3 separate regions of the Mus musculus genome follow, and regions 2 and 3 are each linked to region 1. The links are chromatin contacts, called in public Micro-C and promoter capture Hi-C maps. All regions are on one chromosome and are shown on one strand. The core of a region is the stretch at or near the end of the contact, and the rest is flanking DNA. Distances in the headings are between cores, read along the strand shown.

The links. A called contact is a pair of places that touch in the nucleus more often than the background predicts. Capture Hi-C pulls out chosen DNA fragments and counts their contacts.
Region 2: a Micro-C map of embryonic stem cells shows a contact between it and region 1, with 2.4 times the contacts expected there. The contact joins the promoter of Elavl3 here to the promoter of Zfp810 in region 1. A contact is called at or near these places in 5 of 484 Hi-C or Micro-C datasets (B cells, CD4 T cells, embryonic stem cells and 1 more) and 1 of 9 other capture datasets (liver).
Region 3: a promoter capture Hi-C map of liver shows a contact between it and region 1. The contact joins the promoter of Rp9 here to the promoter of Zfp810 in region 1. A contact is called at or near these places in 2 of 39 promoter capture datasets (erythroid cells and liver), 7 of 484 Hi-C or Micro-C datasets (CD4 T cells, CD8 T cells, double positive thymocytes and 3 more) and 3 of 9 other capture datasets (adipose tissue, liver and pancreatic islet).

Annotation. Positions count from the first base shown.
Region 1 is chr9:22,305,767-22,309,348 of GRCm38.p6, reverse strand. Zfp810 (zinc finger protein 810) reads left to right here and starts at 1,711. Exons shown (of 8, transcript NM_145612.2): 1 at 1,711-1,800.
Region 2 is chr9:22,050,112-22,053,693 of GRCm38.p6, reverse strand. Elavl3 (ELAV like RNA binding protein 3) reads left to right here and starts at 1,671. Exons shown (of 7, transcript NM_010487.2): 1 at 1,671-2,104. The coding sequence starts at 2,096.
Region 3 is chr9:22,466,442-22,470,023 of GRCm38.p6, reverse strand. Rp9 (retinitis pigmentosa 9 (human)) reads left to right here and starts at 1,668. Exons shown (of 6, transcript NM_018739.2): 1 at 1,668-1,950. The coding sequence starts at 1,823.

The sequences.
Region 1 (3,582 bases), core at 462-2,961:
ATCATGGCTTTTTGAATGGTTGTTTTTATAATCCATTTCATTACTTTTGATTTCTTTATGTGAATATTACAACATTTTTATTTAGATTTCTGAGGACATATCTAATATGAAAGCTGGGGACAGGCCATCAGGGGAAGGAGGAGAACCTCACTTTAAGACATTTTATAATTTGTCCCCCACTTTATTTGTATCAGACACTGGGGTTTTAGGGGATTGCTGCCCATTTCAAAGCACAGCCTTTCGCCTCAAAAGAGCAAAGTTGGAAAGAATGTGCATGGAATTTATAAAGCTGGTCGAATACTTCCCATTTGTGTAAGATATACCTAAAAATAACTCATAAGATGATATAACCAAGGGATCAGGAACTAGACACATCTCTGACAGGCAGACAGACAGAAAAGGGGACCTTAAAGAACAAAAATGGCAAATTTCTGGCTTTTTCCTCACCCCATCCCCCACTCCCCCCACCTCTACTCTGGCTGCAATGACCCATTTCTGGATGCTCAAGGCCAGACAGGGATTTGTTTACCTATAGCTATGGGCCTATCAGATACTCTTCTTTGTAACTGACCAATCCTAAACTAGGGAAAGGGGGACTCATGGTTAGCCTCCAAAATATTTCAAAACCCAAGGGGAAAAAGTGTTGTCCTTTTTCTGCTTCGGTCTGGATGTGCCTGGCTATGTTTGTGTGCTTTGTTTGTTTGTTTTTTAGAGACAGGATCTCTCTGTGTATCCCTGGTTCTTGGAACACTCTATAGGCCAAGCTGGCCTCGAACTGAGAAATCTGCCTGCCTCTGCCTCCTGAGTGATAGGATTAAAGACATGCGCCGCCACCACCCGGCGGTGCTTTTTAACTTTTATTAAAATTTGATACCTGTTGCTGCTACCTACTGTGTCTGAGGTTTTTATTTATTTATTTATTTATTTATTTTTTTTTTTTTAAAAGATTTATTTATTATATGTAAGTACACTGTAGCTGTCTTCAGACACTCCAGAAGAGGGAGTCAGATCTCGTTACGGATGGTTGTGAGCCACCATGTGGTTGCTGGGATTTGAACTCTGGACCTTCGGAAGAGCAGTCGGGTGCTCTTACCCACTGAGCCATCTCACCAGCCCTATTTTTTATTTTTTGTTTGTTGGTTTGGTTTGGTTTTTTGAGACAGGGTTTCTCTGTGTAGCCCTGGCTGTCCTGGAACTCACTCTGTAGACCAGGCTGGCCTCGAACTCAGAAATCCACCTGCCTCTGCCTCCCAAGTGCTGGGATTAAAGGCGTGCGCCACCACTGTCGGGCCAGATTATTTTCCTGTTGCTACCTGCGGTGCTGGTCCTGTCTCACTTCTTTAATTGGCAAAGGAGATTGAACTCGATCCAGACCCTAGGACGATATCTCCGCCCTTTGTACAAGGCTAAATGCAAGCGTTCAGGTGGCGGTGGGCTCTTGCACAGGATGCCATACCTCAGGATACCTGCGGAGCGAGAAGTTGTCATTTTTAAACGGTGGGAATAAAGTTGGCTTGCTTTATGCACTCATGGATTGGTGCCAGCTTCTGTCAGTCAGGTCTGAGCCGGATGAGAACTGAAACCCTGTCCAATCGAAGGCGCCGGGGTGAGAAACGCGCAATCGGGCGCATAGACAAAGGGAAGGGGGCGGGCTTTGGCGGTCCGGCCTTTGTCTCTGACGTGACAGCATACCACCATCTTGGGATCTGGAGCCGGTGTCCCAGGTTCGGGGGACTCTGTCGGTACCGGCACGGGTCTGCGCCGCGCAGCGAGGACGCGGGGTGTCTCGACTCCGCCATGGTGAGCGCGGCGTCCCCGCGGAGCCGGCGGCTGCAGAGTCCGAAGCCCGAGCCCTCCGCACCCCAGCTGTGGGGTGGGGGCTGGGCCCCCCGAGTGTCCTGTCGCGTCCCTGGTCCTCGCGTGGGGACTCGAGTCCCGCCGCTGTGCTCTCCCTGGCTGGGATACTGGAGCGCAGGTCACGGTCCTTGGACCGAAGTCCCCCGCGGGGTTTGGGGCTTGCGGCACATTCTTGCAACCAGCTGTTCTGAAAGGACTTGTGTCAGCTGGACAGTGCCAGCAACCGACCCCCCAGGTTACCTGGCCCCAGTGAAGGGTTGCCCCAGGATTTTCCTGGCCCCGCGACTCTGCACGACCCAGCCCCATCACCTTCAGCCCTGTATGCCCCTTGCTCTGTGGCTTGTTTCTGAATTTCAGGATCGCACTGAAGGGTGTTCTTAACTGTACTGATTTTAGTATTTAGTTTTTAACTGTACTGATTTTAGACGCTAGTCCCTTGATTTCTCACCTTTTCCCCTCAGGGCATGTATTTTCTTGGGTCCCGTTCTCTAGGGCATGGGTTGGAATCTGAGTACCTACCTATTCTCTGAATACCTTACGTTCTCTGTGATGGAGCCTAGGAAATGCATACTAGGGAAGTGGCTCTGTCGCCAGCCCAGCCCCCACAGAACAGGAATGTCAATGCCTTGGGCTGAGAATCTAGGTGTCCAGGTTTCTTCCCAGAGGCAAAAAAAGAATTGAAGACCTAGGGACCGAGAAAGTAGAGAAAGGTAAACCCCTCACCTCTGCAGAGGTGACAACAAGCATCTCTTGAAGCAGAAAGCCGCCTGGCAGGCGGAGGGGAGGGATGGATCTCCCTGAGCACATGAACCAGCACTCTGCTTCCCTGGCCGTCTTTCTTTCCCCACCTCTGTTTGCATTTCTCTGTTGGCTGTTCTATGAAGCCTAGAGCCAATAGCTCTCCTTGCTGCGACTCTCAACCCTAAGTAGAGATGGGATAGAGGCTCTCTGGACACTTTACTGAATGGTAAGTTGAGGCCAGGGAATGGTTCTAAGTATGAATGACTTCCTCAGTGCCTGTCACTGGTCAGCCAGGGTAGTCATAGAACTCAGAAGTTGGTGTCTACTAGACTCAAGGAGACTCCCAAAGGGATGGGAGAGACAGTGTTTGCCAATACCCCTATAGTCTCAGAGGATGAATGAAGAACTGAGGAGTCTGTAGGAGGGATGTAGGCCTGAGAAAGGGTGTGATGGAGGAAGGCAGGGTGTGATGGAGGAAATAAGGGCCTGAGGGAGGAGGTGAGGGCCTGAGGGTGGAAACCAGGACCTGAGAGAGGAGGTGACAATCTGAGGGAGGAGGCCAGAGCCTGAGGGAGGAGGCCAGGGCCTGAGGGAGGAAGTAAGGGTCTGAGGGAGAGGATGCCTCAATCTGAGAAAGAGTTGATGGAAAGGGATTTGAGGATGGGACAACTGAAAAGAGATCTGATCCTGAAGATCAGCTCTGAGGGAGGACTCAGGTTTGAGGAGATGTGAAGAGTGAAGGCAAAGACAGACCGGATAGAAAGGAGAAACCTTAAGGCAAATGGGAAGAGAAAGGAAGCCCCCCCCCCCCCTCTGCAGGACCCCTTCCTCTGGAGTCTGACGAAGTCTTGTCAGCTGAAGCTCAACTAGAATAAAGCTGTAAAGTTGCCAATGCAGTCTTACTTCTGTATTACAACACCTCCATTAAAAATCAGGTAACCAGCCGGGCGTGGTGGCGCACGCCTTTAATCCCAGCACTTGGGA
Region 2 (3,582 bases), core at 422-2,921, 260 kb after region 1:
GACTCTCAAGTCTTGCTTATCCAAGTTTGGATACCTATTTATGACCTCTTAAGCTGTATGAGTCTAATGGGGATCTATCATACCGAACCTTTAGCACAAACCTCTTCACCTGCTTCGGAGCAGTGTGATGTCCCCCTGACAGAAAAGGTGCTAGCGCCCACATTCTGAGGTCTAGAGTACTTGGCACACTTAAAACCAACACAATGTGTGTCCTTCCAAGGATGATAAAGACCACCCTAAACGCTCAATCATTTCCCTCGCCACCACTTTTCCTTTCTTTCTTTTTTCTGTTGCTGTTCTTCTTTGTTTTTTGTTCATTTTGCTACAAGGTCTATGTAGCCTAGGCTGGCCTGGAATTCACTACATAACTGACCCTGACTTTAAGATTCTGACCCTTTTGCCTCAGCACCCCCAGTGTTGTGATTCCAGGCTTGTTTATGTGGTGCTAGGGATCGGATCTGGGGTTTCATGGGCTAGTAACTGAACCAATCCTCAACCCATTTTTTTTTAATTTATTACTATTAGTGTGTGTGCATGTGCGTGTGTGTGTGTGTGTGTGTGTGTGTGTGTGTGTGTGTGTGTGTACCATGTAGAGTTGATTCTCTCTTTCTTTCTTTACATGGGTTCAGGGGATCACACTTCAGGTCGCTACCTAGCATGGTGGCAAATATCTTTCATTCCAACACCTGGGAGAGGCAGATGGATACCTGAGCTGGAGGCCACTCTGACCTATCAAGGACGTTCCAGGACAGTCAGTGCTACACCGAGGAACCCTGTCTCAAAAAACAAACAAACAAACATCAGATTTCCAGGCCTGTATGGCAAGAACCTTTTCTTGCTGAGCTATCTTTCCAGCTTCCTGCAGCCTTCTGTTTTGTTTTATTTTATTTTATTTATTTTTGAGAACCGGTCTTATGTAACCCAGGCTGGCTTTGAACTCTTGATCACTCTGACTATCTTCTAAAGTTAGCCTTACATCGTGCTCACCTTACTTTTGTTTTATGTTTGGTTGGTTGGTTGGTTTGGTTTGGGTTTTTTTGTTGTTGTTGTTGTTTGTTTGTTTAGATTTTCTTTTCTTTGTTCTTTAATTAAAAAAAAAAAAACCCAGGGTCTCCTAAGCAGCACGCAACAGCCTGAAGTTTGCTATGTAGCCCAGATCAGCATAAAGTGCTGTGTAGCCCATGCTAGACTCAAACTACCTTCCTGGCTCACCACACCTAGTATTCTAATATCACCAGAGGCCATGTGGAAACAAAAACTGTTCACTTCGGATCTAGCAGAACGGGTCTGGGTCTGAGTGTTTGCCCTTTCCCAGCCCTCCCAGACATCACCCATGCACCCCTGGTTGTGTTTGGGTCACCAAAGGCTGTTTTTTACCCCTTCAGAGTTAGATGCTGGACTGAAGAGGGGAACCCAATTTGTCGGCAAAGCTAAAGTAATACTCGAGAGTGGTGTCAAGACTAGAGTCAGAGTCCGCAGGCAAGAAAGAGCCAAGATCTGATGCCTCATCCTATTCTCTTTTGGCACGCAGAGTCTAGGCCCGCACTCGCTTCCACCTGCCGCGCCGTCGGGAGCCGGGAGGAGGCGGAGACCCACCGTCTCAGCCAATGAGCGACGCCGGCGCTGGCAGCTGCCTCTATAAAGGGCTGGGGGCGGCGGCAGTGCGACCCAGAGCGCGGAGCGCGCAGCGCGGGCCGGTGGGAGGGAGGGAGGGCGGGCGAGAGGAGAGGACCCATCACCCGGCACGGGACAGGCCGAACTGAGGGCCCGCCGCAGAAGGCAGAGCTGCCGAGATCTCAGTCACAGAAAGAGCGACTTCTTCAGGCCCGGCGGGGCCGCGCTCCGGGCACCCTCCACTGCGTGCCCGCTCCCTCCATCCACCTGCCGCTGGGGGTCTGGCCGTCGAAGCGCGCATCCCCAGGCTCGGGTCAGTTCCCGGCCTTCGAAGGCGCCGCCGCCTCCATCTCCTCCTCTGCAGCGGCCGCAGACGCAGACGCCCGGGCGGGACCCCGGCGTGAGCACCAGGCGCCCCCCTAGGAGTGCACGACCCCCGGAGCCGCCCTCGATACGGACCGCGCCCGCCGGGCACACAAGAATGGTCACTGTAGGTACTCCCTTGTCGCCGCGAGACGAACACGGGAGGGAGGGGCGGAGGCTGGCTCCACGGAAACGCGGGGAGTGGGGGGGTAGGACCAGGCCTAGCTAGGCCTAGGGGAGGGGGGGGGGTAGTACCGCGCCTCGGGCCTGAGAGTGGCCAGAGCTGCATCCGGAGTTTTGGGGAGTGGAGCCTGGTTCGAGAGGCTTTGGAAAGCCAGGCTGTGTACAGGGTGCCCTCAGCCACCCGGTGGTCCTTGTGGCTCCTCACTGGAAGGCTGTGGGGGAGGGGCCGCGGCGGCGGAGGATGCTTCCAGCATCCCAGGCCCAGACCCGCAGGCCGCCCAGGAGGACAAGGGCCACGATCTCCCACTGTTGGTCCGGGTAATGCCACTCGGCCTTCTCTGAGAGCTTTTTGGGGGGGAGGGGAGATGGAGAGGCGGGTGGCGTCGGATCGCGCTGCTCTAAGCCCGAGCCGCACCCGAAAGGCGGGCATCTTCGTCCTCGAACCCCGTCGACCTTGCGGCAAGCGGGGAGGGGAAGAGGAGGGGGCGCCCTGAGGCCTCGCGGCGGCCGCCGTGATCCCTTTGTTTCTCCGCCGGGCCGTAGCCTCGCGCGGGGCCTTGGGGCTGCGGGGGGGGGGGTAGTGCGGGAGGGGGGCTCCCCGTTCCCCGGCCGCTGCCTCCGGGTGAGGGCGTCCGGGGCTGCAGCAGTACTCCATAGGGCCTGCTGCACGCGCCCTCCCCGGTCAGGGCTCCGGGCCGCAGGGTGACCTTGAACGCGCCCGCAAATCGGGCCGCCTGGCCGGCGCACGGTTGCTTTCAGCAGCCTCGGAGCTGGTCAGCTCCCGAACTCACGGCCCCGCCCGACATGCCACGCCCTGTCGTGCCACGCCCATCCAGGCCCCGCCCCTAGGCCCCCTGGACCTGGCCTCAAGCGAGCCCTAGGACCTCCACCCCGCAGCCCGGGCGTGTCCCGGGGCGGGGCTGGCCAGTGCTCACCGCACCCTGGCTCCACCCCCGCCTCCCTGAGCGACTAGCTCCCCGCGCCGCCAAGCGTCCTTTGTCTGGTCCCCGCGCCCAGCCTACCTTTTCCGCTCTTTGGAGATCTCTTCCTGTGTGTCTCTGAACACCAAGTGTTGTTCCCGGCCTCCTTTTCGAGTCGTGGTGTGCACGGTGGGGGTCGGGAAGCTCAGTAGTCCATCTTGAGTCTCCTCTCTCCTGGGCCCTGGCACTAGGCCACCTGGCTTTAAGAAAGAACCACCTCCTCCCCATGCCTTCCCAAGGGCTCAGCTTGCTGTGTGACCTCAGGCTATTTTCTTACCATCTCTGGGCCTCAAGGTGCTCATCCAGGTCTGAGAACAGGAATGTAGCCTCCTGGAGACTCTCAGAAACCCTACAATATACCTCCAAGACTTCCCTCATCTGTTGTTCTGTTTGAAAAGAGAAGAGGGTGTGGTCAGAGGTTACAGCAGGGCCTGGAGACCCT
Region 3 (3,582 bases), core at 419-2,918, 160 kb before region 1:
ATGCCTCAGACCCTAATCAGTTGGTTGTTTTACCTAAAAACAGGAGACATGAGATTGATTAACCCTGAATTTATCTAGTCTATCTGCTCCCTCTCCAATATTTAAGGCACAAAAAGTAACTACGGTATTTTACTGTCAGATTTTACAGAGGCCTATTCCAGACCTGGGAAAAGGCCCCTTCCCAACCATCAGCTTTAGAGTCCAGGAACGGTGAGAGCATCACAAACAGATCATTCTGAATGAGATCATCCAGGAAGCTGTCCCCAGTTCCCACCCCATCACAGTGGAGCAGTCACCTTCATGGGAAACAGATTGTCCCCTCAAGTAATGAGGTATATGTGACTACCTTGCAAGACAATGATTGAAATAACCAATCATAACATGGTTTGACCAATATTTAATTGTTGGTAGCTGATCCCTGCCTCAAATCTTCCCCTCCTTACATCCTAAAACCTCGTGCCAGTTATCTGGAAATAGGCTGTGAAACTCATCTCTATTTTCTCAGTGTGGGCCACAGTGATTAGTATCCTTTTGTTGCCCCTCCCGCACTGGGAGTCAGGCTCTGCTTATGGCTGGTAGAATTAGCAGCAGGTGGTGCACACCTTTAATCCAGGCACTTGGGAGGAAGAGGCAGGCGGATTTCTGAGTTCGAAGCCAGCCGGGTCTACAGAGTGAGTTCCAGGACAACCAGGGCTACACCCTGACTCGAAAAACCAAAATAATAATAATAATAATAATAATAATAATAATAATAATAATAATAATAAATAAATAAAACAAGCAAACAAAAAAGATTTAGCAGCACAGACCAGATTGAACTCATAGAGAACTGCCTGCCTCTGCTGAGTACCAAAATGCCAGCCTAATACCTTTCTTTCTTTTTCTCGGTCGTTCCTCTTTGCTACCTTTGGATAAGTGTAGAGACCTAACTTGGAACGCTCCGAGTGGAGCTTCCGGCCTGAGACACCGCTTATAGGAGCAAAGGAGGAAGAGCAAGTTTTAAAAAAGGATGCTCCTCTGCAGGATACTGTGTGTCTGCTTTTATTTTTTATTTGCATCACCAAAAATCTTGGTATAAAATATTATGAATATATTGGTCTGTGTTTTTACTACGAATTCGCATAGTCTGGGAAACTGAAGATTTTATAGAGAACGTTGTTTTCTTCCCAGAATGGATGAATCCATAGGTAACAAGTAGCAGCCAAAAGGCTTTTAGTTTAGAAGGCCATACTGCTTTTGCAGAGAACCAGAGTTCGGTTCCCAGCATAGGGTGGCTCATATAGCCCACAGTTCCAATTCTAGAGAGCCATCGTCCTCTTCTGAATTCTGGGCAACTACCGAACTCCACCCCTGCACCACCACCCCAAATATATACGTAGAAATAAAATCTTTTCTCTTTTTCCTTTGTAACAGGATCTCCCCAGGTCTCTGACTTTACTAGCTTGACCTCGTACTCACAGGTCAGTGTTTCTGCCTCCTGCGTGCTGATATTAAAGACCTTTGACACCTTGCCCACCCACAAATACTTAAAACCTTCATAATATAAAAAAAAAAAAAAAATAGAAAGCAACGAGTCGCAGAAGTGGGTGTGGCCTGCAGGCGACTTGGAGCACCCGGAAGCCCTCGGGCCCCGCCCGCCTTCGCCCCGCCCCGGCCCGCCCCGCCCCTCTCAGCTAAGGTTCCCGCAGGCCTCAGGGCCGCGGGGGCCTGGCTGCACGTTCCCTGTCGGCGTTCTGCGGCACGGGCCGGTGGGACGTTGGTGGGGTTGCGCTGCGGGGAGGAAGAGGCGACTTTCCACCTTCTAAGCCCGCCTCGGGTCGCGATGTCGTCCGGGGCCGGGTCTCGGCGGCCGCGGGAGCCGCCGGAGCACGAGCTGCAGCGGCGGCGGGAGCAGAAACGGCGGCGGCACGACGCGCAGCAGCTGCAGCAGCTCAAGCACCTGGAGTCCTTGTGAGTCGGCTGGGCCGGGTGCGGGCGGTGCGGGCCGCCGCCGACGGGTGGGCGTCGCGGCCTGGCGAGCCCCCGGCTCCCTCTGCTCGAGGGCGGCGGAAGGACGCGAGGAGGGAGGCCGGCCACTGTCCCCGCCACGGCGACCGTGGCAATGGCAGTTGACGCGTCCGGAAGCCGAGCTCGGAGCCCCTGGGGGTCGAAGGACGCCAGCCTCTGTCCACTACCACGGACGGCATCGGCGGGAAGCTCAGGGTGGAAACTGCGGGAGACGCGCGGGAAGGCAGCGGACCCGCAGCCGGGCCTGAGGGTGGAGCCCGATGACCTGCGACGACTGTAGTGTAGAGTCGCATGTAGGTGAGGGAAGGTGGCGGGCCTCCCGTCCACAAACTAAACCGAGGTAAAAGTCAGAACCGGGGAGGAGAGGTTTGGGGACGCTGAGCGTGGTGAGGACAGGACATTGTAGGAGACTGTAGAAGATGTTTGTTATGCAGACATTTCGTGTGTGTGTTTGAAGACAAGTTTCCCTGTGTGTATCTTATGCAAACAAGTCTCCGTGTGTGTGTGTGTGTGTGTGTGTGTGTGTGTGGTGTGTGTGTGTGTGTGTGTGCGCGCGCGCGCGCCTGCATATTACCTCACCTGCCCGCCACCTTTGATCATTTTATCTATGCTTGACACATCACTGGCACATTGTTTGTGTGTTATTTTCTTCTTTCAGTGATGGTGTTTCAGTATGGAGTTTTCCCTCTTATATGCCCACAACCCCAGGCATCCTGTTCGTGTCTAAGACAAGGAAGGGCTCATGAGCCTCCCACCTTAGACTAGAGCGCCCTCTTAAATTAAATTTCTCTACATGTGACCTCCTTCACCTAGGAAATTTTCACACTACTGCATGAGTATGGGTATGTAAAATAGGGGATACAAGTCAAACACTTACTGATAATAAGACATAAGGAAATGTGTTTAAAGCAGTTCTTATATATGCAGTTTTACCATTGATTAAAAACAAAAGCAAAATTGAATACTAATGAGATAGATTACTTGTTTATTTTTACACAATTTAATCTTGGCTGCATATTTGAATGATGAAGGATGTAGAACATCTTCAACATTTTTCAGAATGATTTTATATTTTGATTTTATAATTGTTGAAGCTTTCACACCACTGTCACTATGCATAAGTACATAGAATATACGATAATAGTAGGAGTATGTTTAGGGCCATTTCAGAAATTGTTGCAAATTTGATCCTAACCAAAAAAAAAAAAATTGAACATTTTTTAAAAAGATTTATTTAAGTACATGAGTACACTGTAGCTGTCTTTAGACAGACCAGAAGAGGACATCAGATTTCATTATGGATGGTTGTGAGCCACCATGTGGTTGCTGGGATTTGAACTCAGGACCTCTGGAAGAGCAGTCAGTGCTCTTATCCTCTGAGCCATCTCTCCAGCCCCTAATTGAACATTTTTTAAAAGATCTATTTATTATGAATATCTTGCCTGCACGTATGTACTTGCATCTCCTGCATGCCTGGTGCCCGATGAAGCCAGAAGACTTCATTGAACCCCTTGGGACTGGACTTGTAGTTGTGAGCAGCCATGTGGGTGCTGGGACCCAAACTTGGGCCCTCTG